Regions from separate parts of the Gossypium hirsutum genome. Here region 1 is linked to region 2. A link is a contact called in public Hi-C data. All regions are on one chromosome and are shown on one strand. The core of a region is the stretch at or near the end of the contact, and the rest is flanking DNA. Distances in the headings are between cores, read along the strand shown. Region 1 holds the start of LOC107885931. Region 2 holds the start of LOC107963946 (actin-depolymerizing factor 2).

Evidence for each region. Hi-C and Micro-C count contacts between places; a contact is called where the count stands out from the background.
Region 1: a Hi-C map of leaf shows a contact between it and region 2, with 1.9 times the contacts expected there. The contact joins the promoter of LOC107885931 here to the promoter of LOC107963946 in region 2. A contact is called at or near these places in 3 of 34 Hi-C or Micro-C datasets (anther, hypocotyl and leaf).

What each region holds. Positions count from the first base shown.
Region 1 is chrA03:8,040,366-8,044,399 of Gossypium_hirsutum_v2.1, reverse strand. It overlaps LOC107885931, which reads left to right and starts at 1,985. Exons shown (of 12, transcript XM_016809697.2): 1 at 1,985-2,121; 2 at 2,426-2,506; 3 at 3,109-3,193; 4 at 3,353-3,549. The coding sequence starts at 2,119. LOC107885930 (ACT domain-containing protein ACR9) reads left to right here. Exons shown (of 6, transcript XM_016809695.2): 5 at 1-51; 6 at 283-535. The coding sequence ends at 429.
Region 2 is chrA03:7,891,366-7,895,284 of Gossypium_hirsutum_v2.1, reverse strand. It overlaps LOC107963946 (actin-depolymerizing factor 2), which reads right to left and starts at 1,947. Exons shown (of 3, transcript XM_016900502.2): 1 at 1,741-1,947; 2 at 22-287. The coding sequence starts at 1,743.

The sequences.
Region 1 (4,034 bases), core at 736-3,235, 150 kb before region 2:
TTCTATGATGTTACACTAGCTCTAAAGGCTCTTGGAATTTGCATATTCTCGGTAAGCATTCATTTCCGCACCGAAAATGATTTGAAGTCCATAAATAGATTGTAACTTACTGCAAAATTGCTATGATATAACATAACAGAAGATAACAATGATACAACAATGCTTGGTATTTCGAACTCAAAGGTTTAGCTTGTATTTCCGTCGTTTAATACATAATAGCATGGTTGGCATCCAAATCATGGCTTTAACCTTCCATTAACCATTTGCTTTGTCGGTTTTTAGGCTGAAATCGGAAGATATTCGAGTTCAGATCGAGAATGGGAAGTCTACAGATTCCTTTTGGACGAGAACTGCGGATTCCAATTATCGAGTACGTTAGCTAGAAATCAGATTGTAGATAGAGTTAGAAGAATGCTGATGGGTTGGTGAGTCCAGTCAATCTTCTTTGTACATGTCTTATGAGTCCCTCCATAAAAAATGATATTTTCTCCTGGTTTCCACTTTTGAGCTTTAATAATCTCCGAGTCTTGATTCACCCGGCCTCTCTTGCAATGCACTGAATACTCCAATTACATCTCAATGCATTCGGCTTGTATTCTTAAAATGAACCTTCGTTTAATAATATTTTTTTTGCTAAAATATAAACTAAAAATTTTAAAAATTACAATATGATTTTTGTACTCTTCATATATTTAGAATTTAATAATTATACTTTTATTTTTAAGAATTTAATCTCTCTACTTTTCGAAATTAAAATTCAAGTTCATCTGTTTACATTGTTAAAATTTTCTATGAAAGTTGTTTGTGTGATGATTTGAAAATAAAAAAAAAACTTGATATTCATATAACAGAAAAAAAAATGACATTGTAATGTATCTAAATTCAACAAAAAATTTTAACGGTGTTAGTAATTTTTTAAATTCACATTAGCATTTGAGTCAAAATAAAATATTTAGATTAAATAAAGATGCTATAAAAATTAAAATATTAAACTATATCAAAATTAAAATATAAAGGTAAAATTTCAAATTTGAATAAAATATAGGGATAAAATTAAAATTTAATTATTTTTATATAATCTAAAAAATTAGAAGAATTAGAATTGAAATTTAGCCAATATTTTATTTGTAAAAAAAAAGAAAAAAGAAAAAAGAAAAAACAATGGAATGGACAAGTGTCATGAAGGAAGGGATTAAAATTGTGGGAATTTTGAATTTGTATAACTGTATACATAAGATTTCATTAATATATGTTTTTACTAGAGAGGAAAGTAGTTTAATTAAATTTTTAATATATACAATTAAATCAAATAAAATTAAAATCAAAGTTTTGTACATATAATTGTACAAGATCAAAATTTACTAATCATATTTAATAAAAGTTTATATATAATTTTGAGATTTGAATTTATTTTCTACTTAATTATCAATTGAATTAATTTGAATTAAGGCAATTCAAGTTTTAAACTCTTCAAGCCTTTCGATTCAAATCAGTTTTGAGGTTGGGTAAACTTTTAATTTGAACCAATTTCAAATAAATTTTCTATCATTTTGAATTCATGTTTTTATATTTTTTTGAGATTTAAAATTTATTTGGAGAAGATTACAATTATAAATATACAATAATTATAAATACAATACTAATATAAATTTGAATTTGAATTTTTTTTAATTTCATCGGTTTAACTCATTTTGGATTATTGTTAATGTTATTTTATTCTAAAAATATTGAAAATTAATTCTTATAATGCCTTAGCATACAAGTAGAAGAAAACTACAGATTTTACACGTATAAAAAAAGGTTTAATTTTATAGCACGTGGCTCAATGGATTAAAAGCAACTGCTTTCCAATTCTCCATTCTCGGGTGACCGTGGTTTGCTCTACCCAGTCCCACACTTAGGCCACTCAAAACTCACATCCTACGAAACAGCCACGTGGAACGTGAAATCATACACGTGGAAAATGTTAAAACGTACCAGCAACACCCCATAAAAAATTGTTAATCAATTATAATCAGTCTCTACTCTCTACCACCATTCTCCCCCATTTTGGCTTTCCTCTCAACAAAGCTCTTCCCCTCTAATCTTCCACGCTGTTGCTTCTCTCTCACGCCATATATGGTCATGCTTACCTTCCACATTCCGCCATTAATTTATTTAAAAAGTTATATTTTATAGTAAATAATTATTATGAAATTCACCGCCTTCTGAACTTTTTGATGGTAAAAGGTCAAAACGGCCGCTGCTATTCGTATCGAAGAAAGTACTTCTGTTGGGAGCGAATAGGCCGGAAACGGAAATATAAAAACTATTTGATTGGATCAATTTCAAATTTGATTTCAAAATTCCTCTTTCTCGAATGATAGATTTTAATTTCCTTCTTCTCCTGTTGAGATCTTAACATAAAAGGTAAAATAAAATGCAGCAACAAGAAGCTTCTTCAAGGCCTCAAAGCTCCGCTTATCTCAACAAGCTCTCCCTAGAAATCGAGAAAAAGCTTCAGCGGGTTCGTTTTTCTCTTATTTTTATTTTTGTTTCTCGATATGATAAAAGGAAAAGCGGAATATTTTTTTTTACGTTTTCAAATCAATCTTTTAATTTGTTTTTTGTTGTTTTTTCTCGAAAAAGGAGTATATTAGGTTTAAGATTTAACGTTTTAGGTAATGATTGAGTATTTACTAGCGTCTGGACTCTGTAAAGTCTTCTAATTTTATTTTATTGTTTCTGCTAAGCACTTGATCTAAAAAGTAATAAAAGCACTTCTTTTTCTGCGTTTAAGAGCCTATTGATCGATGTATGTTCAAATTGATTGCAGGCATTAGCGTCTTCATCTTATATGATGAGAGGAAAACCGAATTTGTTTAAGATTTTTTTAAAAAAACAATCTTCTGATTTCTTTTCCTTTTTTTTCTCGTAAAAGGGATATATTAGGTTTAAGGTTTAACATTTTAGGTAATGGTTTGAGTATTTACTAGCGTCTGGACCCTGGGAAGTCTCATATTAATTACATCGTTTCTGCTAATCATTTGATCCAAACTCAAAAGTAATAAAAGCACTTATTCTGCGTTTAGGAATTTCTTGATCGATGTATGTTCAAATTTATTGCAGGCATTAGCGTCTCCATCTCAGAGACGCAACTTATTACAAGAACTATTTGCAGATATAGCTTTGGAAGTCGATGATCGAGCCAAAGGTTAGCTAAGATCTTTAACTCATTCTAATTGTTTGGCTTTTCGTATTAAAAATTACATTAATCAAATAGATATTTTTCAAGTTTTCGTGCCTTTGTAATTCTTTTTATCAGATGGAAATTTAATGTTCAGTTATGTGTGATTTTGTTGACTTAAAACAGATATAATCCTAAGTAGAGACGAAGATGCAATAACTCCTGCTGAGTTTGGTGCTAATGGTCGATTATGCTTTTACGATGTCCTTGCGGATTACTATATTCGATCCCCTGATAGTGGAAAGCCGATCCTTGATCTGATTGTGCAACTATGGAGCCAATCATTCGCATCTCACATTTTTTCCCTTTTATTCCATAAATGGGTAAGCGATCTCATGATTAGTTTGTAGTCCTTTTGTCCTTCATCATGAAATTCCTCTTTCCAGATCTTTTTCTTGCTGCAGTAGTAATTCACGTTTATGAGTTCTTCTCTGGAGAAAATCATTTTCTTGTGAACCATTTCTAATCAAGTTAAAAGATATAAAATTCAGTTAGCTTTCCCCGAATTTTAATCTGATTGCCCTGTGAGTGGAACTCAAATTTCTTGCCTCCTTCCGGACTGCTCTGCTCGAATGATGGTAGTTTAATGGGAATATAAATTTTTTGGCTGTTGCTGCTGTTTATTTCTGGTGCTGTCAACTGTGTGGATGGTTGGTGGCTTGGCAAGGTATAATTTGGAGTCTCCCGAAACTGGATAAAGTAACAAAGAAAAAAAAAGGAAGTGAACTTGATTTTTGCCTTTTAGAATTATAGTCTAGTTCCTGGTGTTTTTCCCTTCTTACACATGGTTCCTGGTTACCGTAGCTAA
Region 2 (3,919 bases), core at 698-3,197:
GGCAAAAGCACTAACACATACCATGCAATGAAGAAAATCCTGCTTTTTTGGCAATTCTCAGCAGTCACAAAGTCAAAATCATAGACAGCATACCGACATTCATCAGCAGGGAGGCTTGAAGTGAAATCATCATAGCTTTGACTTGGCTCACCAAGCTTTTCTACAACAACCTGCTTCTGTTTCTCCTCAATCTTGAATACTATGTAGCGGTATGTTCTTTTGGCCTTTAACTCAAGGAACTTCAGTTTGCAGTCATCATGCACAGCCATTCCAGACGCTGCATTAGCCTGTAATGGAAAGGTTCAAGGAATACATAAGATTCCATACAACAATGACCCAATTTTTTATTTTTATTTTTTTGAGAGCACAAATACAAGAACAATCACAATTACATATATGAATAATATAAATCCAAATAACTATAATTAGAATCAATAACTGTACAATGGATTGATAACCGGAATATCTCTAAACATAGACCAAAATAAATCTAGACAAGACCCACACATGATAGGATTTAAACCAGATAAATATAAAGAGAGCACAAACAGTGTTTACAAAGGTTGGACTCAATATCTCTCCCATTGGCTAGAATTCCCAAAAGATGAAATCATAATTAGGCTAATTAAAAAAAATCATATGTTCTTGAGTTCTCTCTCCCATTTAGAAAAAAGAACATAAAGACGGATCAATGACTCAAAACAACCGGGTCAACCAAATTGATCCAATCCCACCTTTTTTTCACTGTTTTGACAATGAACCATAAATTTTGAAACAACATTCTTAAAAATTTAACAGGTGTAAATGCAATATCCCAATCTTAGAGTATTAACCAACTGGGGCCACTCTAAGAGATGAATCCGATTACTTTCTTTGTGATAAAGTCAAGCAGCAACAATACTAACAATAATAAAAGTAGTTGAGATGGCATGTCACAGGTTATCAATAGGAAATCGCTTCACCAGTGATGCACATCCGCTTGTGGGGATAAAAAAGAATGAATTAAACAATATTTTTAAATTTAAAAAACGTCATCTATCAACGATGGACACTAGAAAAATGATCAAAATGAATCCATTAGAAAACAAAAGCCAAAAAAGATAATGGATAAGAGAGAAAAAGAAAATCATTACAATTCGATAAACAGTTCGTTAAGCATTGTAAATCATAACGTTTATTAATATCTCAATTCAAACACAAAATTTCAAAGGAATCCGAATGGTAGATCCATGAAGATTAATTTAAGCATGTTTTTATCTATAATAATTTCTCAAAATCTATATAGTGTATTGATCCGTTAAACATATTTAAGTTATAACGCTTATTAATATATGAGTTCAAACCCAAATTGTCAAAGGAACCGTAATGGTAGATCCATGAAGATTAAGTTAAGCATTGTTTTTATCTATAATAAGTTCTCATTCAAGTTTTAACAATCCAAAACGTCAATACAGCATCAAGCAGAAGATCGAACAATAACCGAAGCATGAAAACATTCATAACTATCATCATTAAACCAAAATGCAAATCCAGCAACAACCAAAAAAAATAAAAAGATTCAGACTATGCCAATCAGCAGAAACACAGAGTTCTACGTTCAATGTAAATAATAAATCAGATCTAAAAAATTTAAATGTTCCACGCAAGTCAAAGAAAGACAGATCGAAGACAAAGACTTGAACTGAAAATGGAAAGGAAAATAGCAGAAAAAAATTAAAAAAATGAAAAGAAAAAACTCACCATGGCTTCTTCTCTAGGTAGAGCTTACAGAGAAAATCTAGGGCAACAAAAATATCTAAAATTAAAAATGAGAGAGGGAATTATTGGGCTTTCTCAAAGAGACTGTGAGCGATAATAAATTTCTAGTTCTTTTTTGAATTTTTTTTCCTTTCTTTTTTGTGCTGAAGTGAAATATTTTAGTGGTTTTAATTATTAATTTATATATTCTTTTTGGGGCTCCACTCCGCTCCATATCATGATGGAGATCGTGCGAGACAACGAAGACAGAAAAAGAATCTTATCCAATGATAAAACGACACGTGTATTAAGTTGAAATGCTTGATTTGCCCCCAATTCAAGGTTCTTTTCGCGGTCGGCTACTCGGTTTTTTCGACACAGAAAGAACTTGGATTTCCCACATAGACATAATAAGATGAGCCCAATACATATGTATTTCGGAAAGCAAGCCCAATGTACCCTTTAAAAGGGTTGGCATATATAATATGAATTATAACTATGACTTTAATTGAAAAAGTAAAAAAATAAAATAAAAATAATGTGCCAGTTTGTTATTGGTAAAAATGACATTACTGTCTCAAAATGACGGTTCATGGCTATGAATGCCATGCTTCTTTTTGCACTATCGAAATCCTTTAGTAAAACCAAATCTAAACAGGGTGGCTGTAAAATTCTGTTCTCTTATGAACAGCAAATATCAACTGTATTATTATTATTTTTAATAATTTTATTATAGATTTTAATTATATTTATTTTTATGATACAATATTTAAAATTAAGGTAAATTACACCAATAGTCACTTAACTTTGAGGTAACTGACAAAACAGTCAATTAAGTTTCATTTCAGTCACTCAACTTTCGAAAAATCACAAAATAATTCTTTTTACCGTTTTCCATTACAGACGTCACGGAAAAGTGACGTGTCATGTGACGATGTCTTTGGTGTTAAAAAATCGTCCAGCCAGCCAGTTACTCTCAATTTGACAGCCCTACCAGCCCTATCTTTGCTAAACTGCTACTCATCCCTCTTCCTAAAATTCCAGTGGAAGTATTTCAGATAGTTCTAGCTTCAACGGTCACTGGAATGGTCCATCTGTACCTAGTGAGATACCTCCATCTTATGCTTTTCCTGCAATGGATCTCCATTATCAAAGTTGGGAGCACCATTCCCCTCCATTCTCTACATCTAACCGTTGTTAATGTGGGTTTTCAAACATTCTTCTTCGCACTTGCTGCAGCAGTTAATATGGCAAGCCTTCTGCTTTTTCTTCTTAGTAGGCTTCCTTTGAGGGCATTCAGATGGATAAACAAGGGTCTTCAGGTTACAAGCACTTTTCCGTTTGCAGTAGGCTCTTTCTTGCCCGGTCTTTGATGACGACATGTTATAATTCACTTCATCATCGTCTTTCTTATTCTTTTTCTTATCTCCATTGCCCTTGTTTTTGCGTTTGTCCTCATTGTTGTCGCCCTTGCCCTTACCATTGCTGTTGCCATATCCGTTACCATTGTTGTTGCCATTCCCACTGTTACCCTTACCTTCACCATGCACAATGGCGACTTCAGTGGATAGTAGTACGATAACCAGAACCACCAGAATACTATACAACATCATCTCGTAATCGAATTAACACACTAATTATATGTTTGTTTCTCCTCTTTATTGCTTATGATTATTATTAGTGGTAGAGTCGATCAATGGAGGAGAGTTTTCAAGAGCACCATTATCAAAGTTGGGAGCACCATTTCCCTCGAAGCCTCTTCATCAGATACTTTCAAGTGCATTGAGGCGCCTTTTCTTCAAGCATTGCACTGATACCTATTTCAGTTTCTAAACCCATGTTGCAATGCTTCAATAATTCTGTATGTTGCTCCACTTTCTGCAAAGGTTAGGAATACATTTCTGTAACTACACCATTACCCCTATTTAAAATATAAGAATCCATGCTCCCATTCTGATGCTTATAATGTAAGTGCCTTTTGCTGGCATAAAATTGATGGAAATTTCCATGCTTGATTCTTGATATGTAAAGTTCAGGGCTCAAATGGGTGACTTAAGACTAGGTCACTAAGAGGTTCTCAGAAACTAATAAGTTTCCATGCAGCTGGAGGTTCTCAGCTTGATTCTTTTTCTGCTGCTGCTTCTTATTCTTCTTCTCTGTTAAATGGGTTTTTTTTGGGTTT